Regions from separate parts of the Mus musculus genome. Here region 2 is linked to region 1. The links are chromatin contacts, called in public Hi-C maps. All regions are on one chromosome and are shown on one strand. Each heading gives the region's core, a stretch centred on a gene start, on an enhancer-like site or on the middle of the called end of the contact. The rest is flanking DNA. Distances are from core to core; before and after follow the strand shown. Region 1 overlaps Usp10 (ubiquitin specific peptidase 10). Region 2 overlaps Crispld2 (cysteine-rich secretory protein LCCL domain containing 2).

Region 1 (6,709 bases), core at 3,145-5,644:
CTCTGTCCACTCTCTGCTCGCTGTGTGTGGGTAAGCGTGGTCATCTAGCTTGCCAGTGTGCCCTCCGCTGTGATGGACTCTACCCCCCCGGAAGCCTAAGCCCGAGCAAAGCCTTTGCAACGGAACAGGAACTATAGAATCTCCCTCTAGAGTAAAAGTTGAAACATGTGCGTGAGCTGGGTACATTTCAGTTATCCAAGCCCAACTTTCTCACTGCTCTACTAGGAAATGAACAACAGCTGGCTTTTGATGTATGCTAAGCACTGCTGATGGACAGGAGACTTCTAACTGTGCATGCCTGCACATGTACATGCATGCCCATGTGTATGTATCGATAGCACAGACACGTGACCTTCCTTGAAGCCACTATCAGGCAAACAGTCTCACCCAGAAGAACCTACTTTCGTGCGTGGGTGAGAGTAGCTTCTTCAGGCTCAGCATCTCTTCATGGAGTCCATTGAGGATGAAACCTAGATACTCCTCTGCGTCCTCCTGCCGGCCCTGAGGACAGACATGGGCACATTAATTCCAACCAGCTGGAGTAAGGCCTATAGAAGCCCCAGCACCTAGAGCAAACTACACCTTAGATGAATGCTCTAGACCAGTGAACCCAAATCCCCAGAGTTGCCATGAGAACTCTGTAGCCTATTTCTATAGCTAACCTCCTAGGCACAGATACTGGTACACACAAGCTGGTCTTAGACAATAGCGCCACTCAGCGCTGTGAAAACGTCCACAGTTCTAGAAGGTCCCTGGGTGCCTTCCACCTCCACTCCACTGCATCTGCACACTGTCGTTACACTTCTGGTTGTGCTTCTAATCCCCACTCTTGGGAGGCATTCCTAGCACCCCAAATCCCAAGTAGTGGGAAGTGAAACTCCAAAACAAGAAAAGCTGTATCACAGGCATTTAAAAAAAAAGCTAGTGGGATGGTGGTGGCGGCTCAGGATTTTAAATCCTAACACTGGGGAGATAGAGGCATGGCAGATCTCTGAGCCTGGTCTACAGAGTGCACAGGACAGGGGTACACAGAGAAGCCCTATCTTAGAAGGGAGGAAGGGGGGGGGATGGAGGGAGGGAGGGAGGGAGGGAGGGAGGGAAAAGAAGCGGGTGAGGAGAAAGGAAAAGCTAAAGTTGTGCAGCTGGTGTCTTTGTGTACCTGGATGCTCACTCTATTTTTTTTTAATTTTTTATTAGGTATTTTCCTCATTTACATTTCCAATGCTATCCCAAAAGTCCCCCATACCCACTCACCCCCACTCCCCTACCCACCCACTCCCCCTTTTTGGCCCTGGCATTCCCCTGTACTGGGGCATATAAAGTTTGCAAGTCCATGCTCACTCTATTTAAAGCAATACAGCTTCCAGACTATTCATTTAAATGGCATTCTCTTACTATTTTTCCACTCTGAGTAAGCTTCCTGTCTATACCTGCATTGCACTGCTCATGCCAATGCATTAGACTTGGCACTGGAAGACCAGCTGGATGCTCTAGACAATGACCACTGGAAGGCCGCCTGGCTCGCTCGCCTGCCCGCCTGCCCGCCTGCCTGCCCACCCGCTCACCTGCCCTTAGTTACCTGCTAGCAGGATTTTAGGAAAAGCCAGGCTACAATGGCTGAGTTGATGGACTCACTGCTGTAGCCTGAGCAGGACTAAGATGGAGGCGGAGCACTCCAGGACGAGGAGGAACCCCCCCCCCCCCACTCAAGCACATTGCAGCAACAAGGGTCAGACTCAGAAGCCAGGCTCTGCCCATCAGCGGTGGATTCACAGGCTGGCAGAGCCAGTGAGACTCCGTCCTTGGGTCTCAATGCTATTAAATGTGGGTAACTGGCACGTGTTAAGTCATTGAGTGTCTCCACCATAAACCTCACCCAGTTCTCACCCCACCAAGTCACAGCTCGAGGCATGCGCCAACAGCCACTTCAGGGTCATCTACAACTTGCTCTGTAGCAGGCTAGGCTTAGCTTCCCAGAGATCCTCTTGCCTTGGCCCCTATGCTCTAGGACGTAGGCATGGTCCCCTCCCCCAGTTCTTGGGAGCAGTTTCCATAGCAACCACAGAGCACCCCAGACCTTTTCAGACAGGCTCGACTTGATGACTGTCAGGAGTCTGTATATGTATGTGGGTTCAAAGGCAGCCCCTGGGCGGATATCTCTCACGATTTTATCCCCGAGAGCTGCAAGAAAAAAACAGAAGATTCTGGTAAGTAAAGAGACCACAGAGAGGTGAAAGCAAATCCACCCAAACTCCCATCACACGGGGAAAACACCTTGGTTTAAATAGACACTTTTTTCAGTAAGACCACACATTCACCACACGCCACCCCCTCGCTCCGTGTCCCCAGTGACAAGGCGCCTATCCCGGCGCGAGCTCTGACTCACCTTGGCGGGGTTTGGGAGGCACTGGCATGTTAGTGAACTCATTCATGAGCCGAACACTAGATGGAGAAAGAGCAAAGCAGAACTCACGTTAGGAGCAGGCCTGGGCACGGTGGCACATTAACCAGCAGCTAGAACAGCACCCAGGAGCTCTTATGTTAAAATCTACACATGTTATGGGACCATTTCCAGATGGCATTTTAAGCTGGTAAACAGTACGGGGTTTCCTACGGAATCTGAAGGGCAGCAAACTCTCCAGTTATATTCCACATCAACTTCCATAGAAAATCCCAACAACATCTCCCTTTAAAGGAGAATTCCAGAGGCTGGAGTTCAGAGACTTGTTGCTCTTACAAGGGACCAGGGTTCAGTTCTCAATACCCACTGCCAGCTCACAAGTAGCTGTAATTCCAGGTTCAGGGGGTCCAAAGTCTTCTGACCGCCACTGCCCACACGTGGCATGTGCCCTTACATGTATGCAGGCAAAGCACGCATTCACATGAACTTAAGAGCAGGGCGGGGGAGATGGTGGAGCACTCGTCTGTAGCAAATCAAGAACTGAGAGCTGGCGTCAGCCCCGGGAGCACCTGCTCGGCCAAACCGCTCGTTCCCATCACCGCAGGGAGAGCCCCCGACCACTGGCACGTGTGCGAGCGCTTTACTTACAAGCTATCTATCATGGGCGTTGATGTGCAAGGCCGCTGCACTTTTGAGTACAGAGGAATGAACTTCATCAGGTGATACATCGGAGGGCAAGCCACCAATGCCTGCAGGGTCTAAATGTCGGTAAGGAAGTGTAAAGGAAATGAAACAGACACAGAGGAACTTTTCTAAAAGGCACGTAAAAAAAAAAAAAAGATAAGCCAAGGACACTCAGCTACGTGGATATGTAAACACAAAGAGGAGTAAACCACATGAGAAGACAGCTGCCTTGTAAAGGCCATGTAAGGATCCTCTCTCTGTCGGCCGGCTGCAGGACACTCAAGAGCCTAGCTAGCTGAACAAAACACTCCCACTAGTTAGAGCAAAGCCTCTAGTTCTACGCGGCCATTCTGTCCTACTGTCTACCACCACTCCAATGAGAATAGAACATGCCCGACTCTACCCTTCATAAGCCAACAGATCAATCCTCGGACAGAGGGCGGAGAGGCTCCAGAGTACCACCGACCATGAGGCAGGCAGAGTGATGGCCCAGTCTCCGTGCTCAGAGCGCAGGCCGGCAGCCCTGGGGACGCTGCGGCAATCAAACACACCCAGACGGGAGAGTGGGCATGGTGGCCAGGCGCAGGGTTGGCAGCCAGGAAGGATACGGCATTAATGTAGCACCAGTTTCCTTTATTGATCAGCCCACGGGGTTGCAATGACACTGGCTTATGTATTAGGGTTACAGTCTCCAATAACTCTGCAAGAGTGAAGAAGCAAATGAAGACATTAACATTGCAGTCAGAATCCATGCACGGCGTTTCTGAAGTGCTGAGAGTCCTTCAGAAGAGCGTGTCCTCCGAAAGCCTTCACTTAGCACCGCTTTGTTACTAAGTTGGGGTGCAGGGGTGGGGGGCAGTTGTCTTGAACATCAACATTTACAGTTATCCTCTCAGTTTACACTAGGACGCTCCATGGCCAGAGACACCGACACAATAGCTAGCAGCAGAGAGCGGAGGTGGAAGACACTGGCATCCCCACCAAGGCTGACAGCATGCTTCACCAGCTGCTAAGTCCTCTGGATACCAGCTTCAAAGGGACTGTGGGGCAGGAGTGTGCCACCGGGCTCCCAGAAAACCCGGCAGACCACAGTGGGCGCTCAATGGCCGAGTATTAAGTGACAGCAGCAGCTCCTGCCAATCATGGAAGTGAGATCAGCCATTGGTCCACTAACTCCTCACTCCATTCAGAAGTGGGTGGGGCTTCTCTCCTGACACCCCGGAAACCACTTTTTTACAGCTTTAAGAAAGCTGTAAGCTGAGGAAGCACAGTGGGTGGCTTGATGTGGCTCCCATAGATCACTTTATCTGAGAAACTAAACCATTACAGGCTCCAGAGAAGCACCAGACACAGCCACTGAGAGCAGCCCCTTAGTGAAAGGTGTGCAGATCTAAGACAGGAAGACGCATGCTGACAGCTCCCACCAGTCCTGGAGCTGTCCAGTAACACTCAACTGCATAGTCATAACTCTGCCAAAAAGGGACTCTGACACCTCCTCTTACAGATGAGAAAACTGAAGTCACAGCACTGAGCCAGATACAACTGTGGGTCTACCTGGTGGGCTCAGCCGTTCCTAGCACTTGCTGCCAGGCCTGATGATCTGAGTTCACAGCCCCTTGTGGTAGAAACACAACCAACTTCCACAGCCTGACCTCACAAGCACACACACTTGTACATACACACAAACATGCTTGCAAGCACAGAAGGAACAAATAAGTCTAAGGAAGAAATGTTTTTAAATATTATGTAAGGCGGGACGCCCTCTTTCCCCCTCCCACTGCCTTCTGCCACCTGTTCTTGGGCTAAACAAGGATCCATAGTACAGCAATGATCACAGTAACCTCCAAACCTGTGTGTTCAAACAAAAACACACCCCAAAGCAACACCACAGGCTCTACAGCAGCCATCAACGGTGTGGCAAGCTTTTACAGAATTAGAAGCTAGGTCTTCCTACCATGGCTGACCTCTGTAAGAACAGCTAATGCATCCCGCGTGCACCCAAGCCTGCAACTAGCCCCGCTCCAGGCCAGCTCAGACAGGTAATGAAGGGCTCACTGTCCCGGACAGCACCACAGACTGTAAAAGAGTCTGGGGAGTATGCTTCACCTACAGATATACCAAGAGAACAGCTAGATGACTGGAGGCGCAGACATCAGAAAATAGGCAGTGGGGGAAAGGTGTCTGTCTATCCGGAGTAACATAAAGGACAGCAGGAAGTATGAACACTGAATGGCGACTTACACATAGGTATCAGCGTGCTGCAGTCCCAATACTCCCACGGTCACGCACAACCTTCAGGTTCAGGGTGCAGACTAATGGTATCAATATGAAGAAGCAAGCCAGAGATCTGGGTAAGAAGGTGGAAGCCAGTGTACACTGCTCAGTGGGATGCCTGGCCCAGGAGTTAGAGCCACATGGGCGGAGAAAATTCTGTTTTCCTAGTGAAGGCAAAGCCTTCTTGCGTCAGTTGAAGGTCGGAAGGGGTGGGGTACCATGATATTCACACCTGCTTTGGCACGGGCACTGACTGGGCCACATTTTTAAAAAATGAGAGACCTATGTGATGACGCTTGCCTGTAATCCCGGCACTTCGGAGGCAACGGTGGGCATCAGGAGTTCATGATCACTACACAGCAAGTTAGTTCCAGGGCTACAGAGAGACTGCAGGCTAAGGCGAGAATCTCCCCAAATTTGTGGGTACCTGACCTGGGTACAGTATGCAGTGAAGTGGCAGAAACAAAAGACACTGCTTTAAAGACAAGATAGGTGAAAGTAAGACCTTGCTCCCTAAAAGCTGACTCTGACACCACGAGATGCCTTTGGCAAGCATGCACACCCACTCACACATACGTGAAAACACACACACCGTAAGACTAGTGGTGTGGGTGTGCTGCATCAGTGTAAAAAAGAACCCAGCACCACATGTGACAGAGCTAATTCCTTTTCAAAAGGGAATTGGGTAAGCGGGTTGCGCTAAGCCCTAGAACAAACCTCTGTGGACCAGAGTGACCTCAACAGCCTGGGGGCTCCCACAGGTGACACAGGAGAATGCAATCCAATCTGAAGCCAGCTCTAATCAACTCCTTCCCAACTGGGAAACCACATGTTCAAGGCTCATTTCTGCATGGTCCTCTTCTAGAACCAGCAGGTTCCATTTTCCAAGATAGTGAGCCTGTCTCTTAGCGCCACCCAGTGGTCTGTTCAAAACCTGCACGCAAGCAGACCTGGGACACAGACAGTGCAGCAGACAGGACAGACAACTGCTGCAAGCAGTGCTCAAACTGCTGCCTTCTGGTAGAATTCTCAAGTGCAGGGTAACTCTTTACAGGCAGGTAGAGAAGAGAGACCTAGGTTTTTCTTTCCCTAAAAATTACTCCATTGTTCTTGGGGCTGGAGAAACGGCTCAGCACCTTAGCGTCTCTATGCTGATACTTCAGGAGAAGCTCCATGCCCTGCCCTTTGCCCCCAGACTGCTGCCTCTTGGCAAGCCCTGGGCAGTCAGCCCTGAGCACCTCGCTGCTCACTTACTCCCGAGAGTGGTGCAGACATTCTTCTCCCGTCAGCAGTATGCCAGTTCCATGGTTCTCAAGTTTCCTTCCACTGATTTCCTGATTCAGTTACTCC
Region 2 (7,144 bases), core at 3,491-5,990, 80 kb before region 1:
GGCAGTCCACGGCCGTCTCTAAGGACAGGAGACAGAGAGAAAGCGTCAGGCCATAGCTCACAGGGCTGTGGACAGGCTGTGTTCCAGCTGTGTGCCTACACTCACAAACCAGTGGAGCGCAGACAGCCCCACAGCCCAGTGTGTCTACAGGCACGTACATCTCCCTTGGTCTCTCTCTCCGTGGGATTCTCACCCGCTCCCTTTGAACACTGATTCTTGCTTTTGAAACCTGTCCCCTACTCTGCCACCTCTGAGCACCCCAGGTGTGATTTTGCGTCTACACGTGGAGAAGCCGAGGGACCCTAGTGGCTCCTGCTTCCGTTTTAGATCTCCCTGGCATCTATTCCTGCCAGGACAGTGACTCCGCCCATCAAGGCCTTTAAAGAGAAGACACAGACCATGTCTGTGGTATTCAGATGGCAGCCATGATCCTGTGTCTCTGACTCAGCCATGTGCAGCCAAGTTCAGATCCAGATGTACTTAGAAACCAGTGAGAGAGGTGACCTTTAGGACTCCCCCTCACAGAGCCTTTCTGGGAACAGTGCCTCAGGCTGAAATGGTAACTATAAAGCAAGGGACCCAAGGAAGGGGAATTTATTTCTGGGGCAATCCCAGGCTCACACACCTTTCAGTTCCCTCGGGGCCTGGCCGGCTTACCTGTCACTTTTGACACAGTGAAGGAGCTAGACGGCTTGTATTTGCTGGAAAAGAAAACACGAATCAGTACATACTAGGTTCCAAGCAGGCCACACCTCACACTGCCCTGCTTGAAACTGCAGCCTAGGGAGGCCCTCAGACCCCTTCTTAGAACAATACTTTTTTTTTTTTTTGGTTTCCGGCAGGGCTAGAATGCACTGTAGCACAGGCTAGCCTCAAACTCGTGGTGATCCTGCTTTAGCCAGAATAAAGGATCTTAAATGCCTAAGATGTGGCTGGCCCAACCCTAGGTGACCCTGGACTGGATCAGCTGTGGCTCACAGGCGAGTGTCAACTGTGGGACACTGGCTGTCTTTTGTTTTCCTGTTTCCTTAGATGCTTCCAAAGTCTCAATAATACGTGGGGGTGGGGGAGGGTATGCTTGTGGGCACATGTGCAAGCATGTGCGTATATGTGTGAGGGTCAGAGATGGGCCTCAGAGACCGTCCACATTTTCATGGGGAGGACGTTGGGAACAGGGTCTCTTATTCGCTTGGCACTCAGCAAGTAGGCTAGCTGCCCATGGAGTTCTGGGCATTCTCTTGTCTCTGCCTCCCCAGTGCCAGGATTACAAATACACGCCCCACATGGCTTTTTACACGGGTTCCTGTGTTTGCATGGCAAGCACTTCACCCACTGAGCCAACTCCCCAGCCCTCAAAACCACTTCTACAATAAGAAAACAGTGATAGGGCTGGAGAGATGGCTCAGCAGTTAAGAGCACTGACTGCTCTACTGAACGCCCTGAGTTCAAATCCCAGCAATCATATGGGTGTCTCACAACCATCTGTAATGAGATCTGATGCCCTCTTCTGGTGTGTCTGAAGACAGCTACAGTGTACTTACATATAATAATAAATAAATCTTAAGAAAGAAAGGAAAACAGTAAGGATCACCCTCCCAAAACACACTCACACACAGACACACACAGACACACAGACACACACACACACAGACACACACACACACACACACACACACGGAGGACAGGTACCTCAGGGACTCCATGCCATTTTTCTGAGACTTGACAAAGAAGGGTACCATCCCATTCCTGGTGACATCCACCAGGCCACCTCGATCATCGATGACACCGTAGTGGATAGCAGCTCGGCATATGCTGGAAGACTACAGAGTGGAAGAGAGAGCACAAATGTGGAGTTCCTCTTCCAGGACCATCTGAGGCACTTGTCCCCGGCCAACCCAAACCCAAACACTTGGACCGAAACACAGCCCACCGACCATTCCCCGCTATCCTTAGCTACATCCTTTTCCTGGATGGCTTAAGAACTCATCCTGGCTGCTTAAGCCCTTCCAGCTGAGCATGCTGACCCCTGAACGGCAGAGACTTTCGGTACCAGTTCCCAGAAGTGGTTTTAGTGTCTTTGAAGTCCTGAGTCCATTCAGAGCGGTCCGTTCGGGCGTTCCAGATTGAGCTAAGGAGAGACCTATGTCTAAACGTCCCACTGACTTTAGGCTACCTGGTGGGGTTTCCTGTCTCTGATGCAAAGAATCACTGGCTATACTTACACTTTCATAAAACAGAGAGCCAAAGACCTTCGCCTTGTTGCTCAGACAGCCTGCTGGGCACTGGTACCTGAGGGGCAAATGAAAAGCTCGTTGGTGAGGTCACCCAGTGACATTGCCACGCTTCCTCACTAGTGATGAGAAACATGTCACTGATGGACCTCTCTGTTGTGAACCACCATGTGTGTTTCTGTGTGCACATAGAGGTGTAGGTGCCTGCAGATGCCAGAAGAGCTAGTTAGATCCCTTGGAGAGGCAGACACGGGCATTTGTGAACCACCCTGTGAGTGCTGGGATTCAAGCCCTGGTCTTCACACAGAGCAGCAACCGTTCTTAGCTGCTGAGCCATCTCTCTAGTCCATTTGTTTGTTTAGAGGCTGAGTCTTACTTTGTGGCCTAGTAAGACCTGGAACTAATTATGTAGTTGGGACTAGCCTCGAATTTGTGACAATCCTCCCGTTTCTGTCTCCTTGGTGTTAGGACGGCAGGCATACATTGCCCAGTGTGTGTGTGTGTGTGTGTGTGTGTGTGTGTGTGTGTGTGTGTGTAGTATTAGATCTTCCTTGATTACTCTACACCCTTTTTTTTTTTTGAGACCAGTCTCTCTTTGAACCTGGGGCTCCATTGGTTAGTGAGTCAAACTGGCCAGTAAATCCTCGGGACCCACCTTTTTCTGTTTCCTCAGTTTCCCCAGTGCTGGGGTACAGACCTTCACTCAACTTTTACGAAGATGCTAGGGACCTAAACTCTGTTTCACATACTTGCACAACAAGCCTTCGCCTACACTGAGCCATCTCTACCACCCAGGATTTGTTGTTATTGTTGTTGTTGTTATTTAATGAGGTTAATATAGAATGATGATTCCCCCTGCTCACCACAGACCAAACACTAACCTATAGGAAAATCTTCAAGTCCATGTCACAGACCCCGTGCCCCCAACCTCCCCTCCAAATATGTACGTGCCCAGGAAAAAGTCAGCAAGCTACTCCAACTGCACATCAAGTGTACTGGGACTTGTAAAGACTAGGCAGATGGCAGCAGGTGACAGAGCCACAGCCAAACGTAGCTTTGCATCACCAGATGTCAGCTTGTTACATGGCTACTATAAACAGAGCCTGAGGAGCGCTGGTGGAGTATGGAGAAGGACCAGTGAGCCCATGAGCAGGATCAGCCTCAGGCACACGGATAAAGAAGAGAGGGCACCCGTCATGTGGATGAGGCTCTGGCTTGGTGGGGTTTGTGTTTTTTTTTTTTTCTTTTATCGATTGTTGTTTTCTAAATGAAATAATGAATAAGATACCTTCCGGTGTCGAAGGCTATAAGGAAGCCCGGTGGCTGTCTCTTTTATAGTGAGGCTGGACTGCCATAGGTTGTGTTGGGTTGAGTTGCCCTGACTGACTGGACGACTCTGAAGCCTCTATAAACAGACCCTGGGCCTCTGGCTGCCCAGGGAGAGCCATCTGACAATGTATGACATCTTCTGAGAGCCTAGACAGCCCCAGAGCTCTCAAAAGATGTGGTCCGGGAGTACCTGCTTGACGCTCAGTTCATGCAATGCAGACAGCGAATGTCCCCCTGGGTTTATTAGGCATGGTCATTCCACCACATCTGGCTTGTGTCACCATCGCTCAGTGGTTTCCTCTCACAAGACAGTTCTGCAAAGGTCCCCCACTGCTGTGCAGGGCACCCGGTGGGTGTGCTCTTGGGACAGCCACATCCTGGCTACCCTGTTTCCTGTCACTCCTGTGTGAGTGAAGGGCTCTCCCACACACTGGGATCCAGGTCGGTTGGGTAATGTGGATAGCCACCTTCTCCTTCCAAAGGATGCTTCAAATAACTCACTCAGTTCATGATAGGCTCAGATGGTACCAGTGTCCCTTGGTAGAGACCTTGAGTGATACCTTCTAAACACTCCCCCAGATAAGTGTACCTCCCCAGCCCCCCCCCACCCCCTACCCCTGCTCAGAACTCATGTTCTGTTTAGAGAGGGAATCCTGTTAAATCCTCAGAGACCCCAGGCTCTGGGCTAAACCTCGGGTAGTTTGACGCCAGCCCCAAGAGGAGGACTCATGCTAATGGGTGGGCCACAGGACTGGAATGAGAACTGGTTTGCCAGCACCCATCAGGGTTGAGATACACTGGTTACAATAAGAGCATTTTCAGGTGTGTCACTCCCACAATATACTCCATGGGGGCCTTGCAGGCTGTAGCACTCTCTGGACCAGAGACAAAGCACTTGGCAGTAACATGTGCCTGGCAGAATACACTGCCCACAGCCTGGGGACAGTTTTAGTTGCCCCCACTGGCATTTGGTAGAGATCAAGGGACTTTCTCAATATCCCATAATATATGGGGTGTCTTATCTCAATGTCTCATGCACCCCAGGAGTGAGAGGTGACATGTGACAGAGATGGATCATTCGTCAGTCAAGTGCTCAATGGGAGGCAGTGGTCAGGGGTGACAGAGGATGTCACGGTTGGGAGATAGCAAGATGTAACAGTTCCGGGGGACAGACAAGTATCGCGGTTAATCTAATCAGCACATGTCAGACATGGAAGCTTCTAGCTCAATCTGGTATACATTGTGCTAACTGTATGAGTGCTATTGCCCCCCACCCCTGTGGTTCTAAGAGGCTCAGGGTAGAGTAGGAAGCAGGGCTTTAGCAGATCATGTGACTGACATATACCTCAAGAGGGTCCCAAGGGCAGCTAGCCCAGCCCAGCCCAGCCCCGCTGGGTCCTCACCTGTTACACGTGGATCCTTTGCATGAGTCCTTCATCTTGGTGTCACAGTGGACCACTTGGGCTAGGAGAGACACGGGGGAATGGGACCATGAGGCCAAGAGGGTTAGAAGACCCCTCCCCCATTCCCAGGGACATTCTGGAATGTTCTGGAATCCAGGCCACAAGAGCAAGTGCAGCAGCGGCTGCTGGCTACAGCTGGAACAACAGACCTGGAATTGATTTTCTTTTTTCCTTTGTTTGTTGATACAGAGTTTCTCTGTGTAGCCCTGGCTGTCCTGGAACTCACTCTGTAGACCAGGCTGGCCTGGAACTCAGAAATCTGCCTGCCTCTGCCTCCCAAGTGCTGGGATTAAAATCATGAACCGCCCAGCGTCTAGTAATTTTTAAGACACGTTTTCACTCTTAGCCCAGGCTGGACTCACTTGAGATCCTCCTGCCTCTGCCTCCAGAATGCTGGGATGACAGATCTCCATGACCATGCCCAGCTCCAGACTTACCACTTACCAGAGGTGGCTGTGGCATTGCATAAGTTATTTCCTACTGGTATCCAACCACCACCCTCATGCAAAACAAATGGGGGCAGTGCCCATCTCAAAAGGTTCTTGTGGGCATTAAATTAAAAAAACAAAAAAACAAAAACATGTGACCATGAATGTTAGCTGACACACAGTCAGTACCCACAGCCCCACTTGGGTCTAGGAAGGTAAAGCTTACCAAGGGGTGGGCTGTACAAGGGGTGTGGCTTGTGGTAGGCTAACTATACACAGGGTTGGGATGTCTATAAAGGCTAGATGTGAGAGGGTAAATTTAAAGGCAGCGGGGTTTGCGAGAGCCCTCGTTCTAGCCTGGACACAGGGATCCTGGCTATTCTGACCCACACTGTTTCTCACAACCAATATGAGTTTTGCCAACATTTCCACAGCCGTCTGTTTTATAAAGACTTCTTGGGGACTTGGGAGCAGTGTTGCTTAAGGGAAAACTACCAAGGGGCCTACAGACGACCCAGCGGTTACAAGCCCACACTGCTCTTGCCGAGGACTGCTCAGCTCCCAGTGCCCGTGGTCAGACAGTCTGTAATTCCAGCTCCATGGGCTCTGACCTCCTCTGTGGACCACTGCGCTGATGCACCCTATCCACAGGCAGGCTTACACAGAATTGAAAATAGTCAAAACAAATCTAAAAAAAGAGATGAACAAGATTGTCATTGTACAGTATTAAAACTGGTCCTGTCGGAACAATCGGGGCACCAGCATACTTCCTGGCTATTCAGTCACCGTAGTTTGTATGACATGTTTGAAAGCCAAAAGAGCCTCGTGCCGGGAAAGAACTATGGGGTATCTTAGAAGAGTGGACACACCTCTCTCTGGCGGGACCACTGTTGTACCCTCTAATGCTCAGAGACAGGGAACCCCAGACATTCGGCACGCCCAGTGGCCCGGCTGTAAGAGGCACCTCATCAGCCTATCCCTCGGCCAAGGTGGCTGTTTACCCAGTTCCTACATACCAACCAGACAGCAGCTGAGGGCTAGCTGGGCAGGGACGCAATAAGCATTGGGAGGTGAGATGTCCAGGGGCAGAGAGGTAAGTTTGGAACCATTCATATTTCGGGATTTCCAGAAGTCTATGGAGATCCCAAATATCCACCCAAAGGGTGGGGACTGGAAGCAGTCCGCACTGGTCTCAATGTGAAGGGAGCTATCCGCTGACTCTGTGTGCTGCACTCACAGTGCTATGAGCCATCTTTGCTGTCAGCCTGTTGTAGCTATGGGTGTTGTCACCCTTCTTGTATGGATAAGCAAATGATGCCTTACAGAGCGGAGCAAGGGGCTGATCTGAGAGAGACAGAATCTGGGAAAGGATGCGTGGACCATCCCAGAACCAGCCTGGATGTGTTGTGTTCTGATTTCCCAGCGGCTAGTATATCCCAGAGAAACCCAGCTTCCTCCCAGAGTCCCTTTGAAAGCCCCAGGGAAATCTAACATTAAAACAGCTGCCTTGGGGGGCAGGGGAGAGTAGCTCAGTGGATACAGAGTTTGCCTGGCTAGCATGCAAGAAGCCCTGGGTTCTGTCATAAGCACCACATTAAACTAGGTTCACTGGATGTGGAAAAACAAGGATGAAGAGTTCAAGGTCATCCTTGGCTGCATAGCAAGTTCAAGAGCAGTCTGGGTGCCCTGAGGC

What was found. A called contact is a pair of places that touch in the nucleus more often than the background predicts.
Region 2: a Hi-C map of the G1E-ER4 cell line shows a contact between it and region 1, with 2.6 times the contacts expected there. The contact joins two enhancer-like sites. A contact is called at or near these places in 6 of 484 Hi-C or Micro-C datasets (the G1E-ER4 cell line, cerebral cortex, mammary gland and 3 more), 3 of 115 datasets of contacts at active chromatin or transcription factors (VIP interneurons, epiblast stem cells and fibro-adipogenic progenitors) and 3 of 9 other capture datasets (adipose tissue, liver and pancreatic islet).

The regions. Positions count from the first base shown.
Region 1 is chr8:119,944,151-119,950,859 of GRCm38.p6, reverse strand. It overlaps Usp10 (ubiquitin specific peptidase 10), which reads right to left. Exons shown (of 14, transcript NM_009462.2): 5 at 3,694-3,785; 6 at 3,050-3,159; 7 at 2,387-2,442; 8 at 2,078-2,181; 9 at 402-501. Among named protein-coding and RNA genes, the nearest start is that of Usp10, 37 kb to the right of the region's middle. Within about 2 kb of position 4,394, at least 38 of the 459 cell types and tissues checked have an H3K27ac peak or open chromatin away from gene starts, as enhancers often do. A contact at or near this core is called in the G1E-ER4 cell line, where this site is marked.
Region 2 is chr8:120,023,942-120,031,085 of GRCm38.p6, reverse strand. It overlaps Crispld2 (cysteine-rich secretory protein LCCL domain containing 2), which reads right to left. Exons shown (of 15, transcript NM_001310635.1): 8 at 4,964-5,024; 9 at 2,223-2,289; 10 at 1,690-1,820; 11 at 658-701; 12 at 1-18. Among named protein-coding and RNA genes, the nearest start is that of Crispld2, 35 kb to the right of the region's middle. Within about 2 kb of position 4,740, at least 19 of the 459 cell types and tissues checked have an H3K27ac peak or open chromatin away from gene starts, as enhancers often do. A contact at or near this core is called in the G1E-ER4 cell line, where this site is marked.